Regions from separate parts of the Anser cygnoides genome. Here region 1 is linked to region 2. Evidence: chromatin contacts called from public Hi-C data. All regions are on one chromosome and are shown on one strand. Each heading gives the region's core, a stretch centred on a gene start, on an enhancer-like site or on the middle of the called end of the contact. The rest is flanking DNA. Distances are from core to core; before and after follow the strand shown. Region 1 holds the start of ACTR2 (actin related protein 2). Region 2 overlaps CEP68 (centrosomal protein 68).

Evidence for each region. Hi-C and Micro-C count contacts between places; a contact is called where the count stands out from the background.
Region 1: a Hi-C map of fetal liver shows a contact between it and region 2, with 1.8 times the contacts expected there. The contact joins the promoter of ACTR2 here to the enhancer-like site in region 2. A contact is called at or near these places in 5 of 7 Hi-C or Micro-C datasets (fetal liver, granulosa cells and liver).

What each region holds. Positions count from the first base shown.
Region 1 is chr3:876,992-879,726 of Taihu_goose_T2T_genome, forward strand. ACTR2 (actin related protein 2) reads left to right here and starts at 1,274. Exons shown (of 9, transcript XM_066995329.1): 1 at 1,274-1,452. The coding sequence starts at 1,405.
Region 2 is chr3:823,699-826,432 of Taihu_goose_T2T_genome, forward strand. The region is part of intron 2 of CEP68 (centrosomal protein 68); the gene reads left to right. Among named protein-coding and RNA genes, the nearest start is that of CEP68, 11 kb to the left of the region's middle. Within about 2 kb of position 1,268, at least 1 of the 3 cell types and tissues checked has open chromatin away from gene starts, as enhancers often do. A contact at or near this core is called in fetal liver, where this site is marked.

The DNA of each region.
Region 1 (2,735 bases), core at 24-2,523, 53 kb after region 2:
TGCTGGGCTCCAGAATGACCAGAAGTTCTTCCATGATAGCTGCATCATGCAGGATCAGCCCACGTTCATTTGGGTTGCCTCCTTGCCCGATGAGGCGATGCCTTGCCTTCGCATCACTTTCAATGTCTGAATGCAATTAAAGCATGATAAAAAGGCACACATTCTGCTGTTTTTTTTACATTTCGAAGCATGCCAAAAAATCAGAACTATTATTCGTGTGTGACTTGGATGTGCAAGTATACAGAAAAAGCATGTGCTTTTGTTGTCTCTGTGTCTAATTATAGCATGCTGCTGTTCAGAGGATCATAGAATCATTAAGGTTGGAAAAGACCTTCAGGACCATCTGGTCCAACCATCCCCCTACTACCAATGTCACCCACTAAACCATGTCCCTAAGCACCATGTCCAGTCTTTCCTTGAACATCCCCAGGGACGGTGACTCCACCACCGCCTTGGGCAGCCTGTCCCAGTGCCTGACTGCTCTTTCTGAGGAGAAATGTCTCCTCGTTTCCAACCTGAACCTCCCCTGGCGCAACTTGAGGCCATTCCCTCTAGTCCTATCACAAGTTACCTGTGATAAGAGGTCGACCCCCAGCTCCCCACACCGTCCTTTCAGGCAGTTGTAGAGAGCAATAAGGTCTCCCCCAAGCCTCCTCTTCTCCAGACTAAACAACCCCAGTGCCCTCAGCCGCTCCTCACAGCACTTGTGTTCCAGGCCCTTCACCAGCTTCGTAGCCCTGCTCTGGACATGCTGCAGGGCCTCGATGTCCTTCTTGTAGTGAGGGGCCCCAAACTGAGCACAGTACTCGAGGTGCGGCCTCACCAGAGCAAGCTTGGGCCTGCTGCTGATTTCTTGAGTGTTAGGCTGGAGATGAGGAGGCATTTCTCCTCAGAAGGAGCAGTCAGGCATTGGGACGGGTTGCCCAGGGAGGTGGTGGTGTCACCGTCCCTGGGGGTGTTCAAGGAAAGGCTGGACGTGGTGCTTGGGGACGTGGTTTAGTGGGTGATGGTGGTGGTAGGGGGAATCTGGGGGCCATCAGAGGCAAAGCAGGGATATCCTTTATTATTTGAGAACACTGGAAGGACACAACGCGTTTGAACGGCCCAAACCACTCGGGCACCCCTGAGGGTCGCCGTGGGGATGGCGAAGGCAGGGCGGGGACAGCGCCGGCCGCCATGACGGGCCGGCTCCCCCTGCCGGGCGGCCGCCGCCACGGCAACCGGGGGGAGGGCGGCGCTCCCGGGGCGCGGGGAGGCGGGGCCGTGGGCGCGTGATTGGGCGGCGGCGGGGCGCTGACGGCTTCCGGCGTGCGCGGCGGGGGCGGGGGGGGTCCCGGTGCCGGTAGCGGGGCGGCCGTTGGGCGGCGGTTGGGCGGCGGTTGGGCCGGCGGCGGCGGCGCAGGGATGGACACGCTGGGCAGGAAGGTGGTGGTGTGCGACAACGGCACCGGGGTGAGTGGCGGCGGCGGCGGCACCGGCAGCGGGAGAGCCGCCGGAGGTCGGGTGGGAAGGGAAGGAGGAGGAGGAGGAAGGAGAAGGGCGCCGGCCCCGCTCGCTGCCGGTCCGCCCGGTGGCCGCGCCCGGCCTGCCCGGCCCCCGTAGGGCTTCGGAGGCCGAGCGCGGGGCCTGCCCTCGGGAGGGGACGGGGTGGGAATGAATGGGCCGCGGGGCTGCGGGGGCTGCGGAGCCGCCGGATCGGCGCCGGTAACCGGGAGGGCCCGGGGGGGGTTCTCGGCTCCCCATCACCTCCCTGGGTGGCAGCAGAAAGCCGGCCTTTTGTCAGGCTGCGGGGCGCCTCGGCAGGAAGTGCGGGAGGTACCATTTTAAAGGCAGGCGATAAGGTGCTGGGCGTGGAGATCCCCCTCGGGAGCTTTGTTCATCGGTCAAGGTTCCCCCCGGGGAAAGAAACGGTGCCTCTTACACTAACAACGCCGAGGGCACGCTAACATCCCCGGGATGGCGGGATATATGTTTAACAGACGCTTAGAATAAAGGAGAAAAAAAATATTTAAAACCCAGGATGGAATAGTTGAGACAAAGGATGATGATGTTAAGGATTCGGCCTCCTGATTTACGGTTTGCAGTTAGCATCCGAAATGGTTGGACTGCTTTGGAAAGAAGAACCAGGCAGCTGACAGGGTTTGACAGCTCCGATGCCTTCTCATGTTTCCCCTTCTAGGAAAAATTATCCTTAACGGGACTGAGGTCCAGAGCCTCTGGGCACTTTTTGCAGTATCAATTAGAAAAAGGAAAGAAAAATAAGACATTTTCCTTTTACAAATGAAGTGGAAGCTGGTGGATTTTTTTTTTTAAGTTTTAATGCTCTTTTTGTCAGGCTTGATTCCGAGAGGCCCATATCCAAAGAAAATTTTAGGACTTCATCCTTTAGGAGTACCCTTTAAATAGCAGTAAATCACAAAAAATGTTTTGGGTATAGCTAGTGACAGCAGCTCTGTAGTGTAGCCAGTCTCAGGAAGGTATGAGCCAGGGGTAGAGGCAATTATTTTTACACCATTTCCCAAGGGAAGTTCAGAACGCAGGCTTTATACAGTGTAACAGCTCTGCCTCCGTTTTTAAATCAAGAGGCAGACAATGCATTTTTCCCTCTCTGAACTGTAGCAGATGGATATAAATAACTACAACAGTGTAAGATACCTTTGTGCTGCTGCGAGGGTGCCAAAGAGGAGGGGCCTGTGTCACTTCAGCTTCTGTTGCTTTGGGTTGTGTTTTGCCTC
Region 2 (2,734 bases), core at 18-2,517:
ACAGGTGGGCACAGGGCTCCGGAAAAGCCACGCAACCCCCTGCCGTTCGCAGCAGCACAGCCGCCAGCCCCATCTTCTTCGGCCTGCACTGAAATCACGCTCAGAGCGTGCAGAACTCACCCTGTGGTCGCAGGGTCGGGCAGCTGCACGGGGCCTCGTGCTGCGCAGAGCACTGTCACCGGGGCTGTGCCTGCCTTTCCTTACTTCAAGTGGCAGAAAGCTCCAAAACGCTTCTTCCTCGCAGCGTGTCGCTGCTTGAAGCGACCTCTTGCTGCCGTCCCTTTATGGTGGGAGGCCAGGGTCCCAGGGAAAAAATGGGAGAAAAAAGATGATTTTAAAAAGCAATAATAATAATAATTTCACCCTCTTTCTTTCCTCCTTTTTTTAAAGTCGAATTTGCTCTTGGTGCTCCCTTGGCTGGCCTCTCTTTGCTCCGTCGCTGGCCCAGCTGCAGCTGGGTGAGCACCAGCAAAACCAGTCCGTGTTTTCCTCGTGCTCGGTGCTGCTGTTGCTGGAAGATGCCTCGGTGCTCACGAAGCTCTGAGGAGCCCGAGCAGCTTTGCCAGATGCGTGCCTGTGACCGAGCAGCGCGAAGCCGCCACGTGGGGAGTTTGGCAGCGCTGCTTTCGCTGCTCGGCTGCCTCTGCAGGGAGCCCACCAGGTGTCATTTGTTCCTTGGAGTACCTCTCACTCCTGCTAGCTTGGCAAACGCAAGCAGAGGCGCTCAGCGCTGGCCCGCATTTGCAAAACAAGATTCCCCATGTGCTATTTCCAGTCGCCTTGATTTAGCTAAACGTAGCGAGCCCGTGTTTCTTTGAAAGCCAGGAGCGCGGCTTTGCTGACAGAGATCATCCCGTGGCCCGAACTGCTGCTTGTTCCCGTGACTTCTGCTTTCCCCGGAGGGGGGAGCATTTGTTGCCTGAAGTTATGATCTTGAATCTGCCCAGACCCAGCTAGCCTAATTAGTAAGCGCTTTAAAACCTGCCACATGCTTGTTAGCTTAAATTGGCTCTGTCCTCTGCAAGCCTTTGTTGGGAGCTTCCACCTGAGGGGGATTAGAGAGCTCGTAGGCTCCCCGTTCGGGGACCTGTGCAGCAGTGTGCTAGCTGACAAGACGGATCGTTCACATGTTATCATTTTATTGGCTTAGTGAGCATTAAAGGACACAGCCGGAGCACACTCTTCCTTCCCTCTGTAGACAGACGCCGAGCGCAGTGAGGATCAGCACTTTGCCCCATTGCTGGTGGCTGTTTTTGGTGATGTTTGCTCTGAGCTACGCTTCATCAGAGCTCGGAGGCGAGCAGAGGCCCTGCAGGTCGTAACCTCGGAGAGGCTGCCGGTGGGGTTTGATGCTGCCAAGTGCCTCTCCCTGCCTGGGGGGAGCCCTGCCCTCTTTACAGGGTGCTGGGAGGGGGGAAATTTGAGCCGTCGAGGTCTGAAACGCAGGGCTGCTTCTGCATCATGAGGGTATGCAAACTGCACAAGCTTTAGTCACAGTGGTGGGCTGTGTGCTGTAACGAGCTCACTTTTCACTTTTTTTTTTTAAACTTGGCTTTTTGCCGGGATCCTTTGTTTCCTAACAGTGCTCGGTGTGCATTATTAAAACCCAACTCTTCTGCCCTGTTGCAGCTCCTCACCGGAGGTCCAGCAAGGGCAGCAAGAGGGTGCCGGCAGAGCATCCCTGTGCGTGGAGTGCCTGCGGAGCCCGAATCCATCCCCGGCAGGAGCTGGGTGCCCATCCCACCTCCCCAGCACCCGCTCAGGACTTTGCCCAAGCGCCAGGAGCAGCCGCTAAAGCAAACAAACCCAATACAAGGGCAGCTCCTCGTGCCCCGGCCACATGGCTCCTCGAGAGGCTGCGACGCGTTGCCTCGGGTCGCTCGGCCTGCGGAGGCAGCAGTAGGCGCTCTCCTTGGCTTCCCAAACCGTCGCTGTGCGGGTGGAAATTAGGAGTGGTCTGAAAGCCAGTCACCTGAGATGGCTTCTGTCAGACCTGTCTGAGCTGACAGGCGTGCGGCCAGGCACAGGCGTGCTCTGGCGTGTGTGTGTGTGTGAATCAGAGGCTGAAACCAGAGAGAAAGGAGCCCCGCATATTTACAGGGCTCCGGGGCTCAGGCTTCAGGAGAGCAGTGAGATGCAGTGGGCTTGGCTCTACAGCTTGCTTGCAAATGTGTCATCAGCTGAGCAAGTGTTTCCACTAATTACTTTCACAAGAAGTTGATTTCATGAACGCTTGTGAGTTGGGGTAGAAGTTGCACAGCGAAGTGCCAAGATTCAGGTTTTATAGCCTCCTACCTCCCCCTCTAACTTTTTTTTTTTATATACTTTTGACTTCTGGGTGGCTTCCATTTCAAGTTTTTTGTATTTATCTTTTAAAAAAACCTCAATTTTCCACCTCGGCACCCTTCAGGGCTCGGCCACGTTAATACATGCTTTAGGTTCTAATTAATGATGTCTCATCTGGGCCCGGTGAACTGTTGGTGAGGTTGGCCATTCATTCAGGACAGAGCTGTGCCGTGCCAGCGAGGTGTAAAACACAGGTTTGTTCCCGGAGCGGTAAGAGCTTTAATTAGTTTGTGCCTGCACGCCTTGTCACGGGAACCAGGAAACACTGGTCGGACTGGAAGGCCTCTTTGCTCTTCCCTGTGTTCACCTGATGTGCCAAGACGTGATTTTTATGATTTTGGGGGTTTGCTCCAGAACATGCTTATGATCTTTGCTATTAAACAGAGCC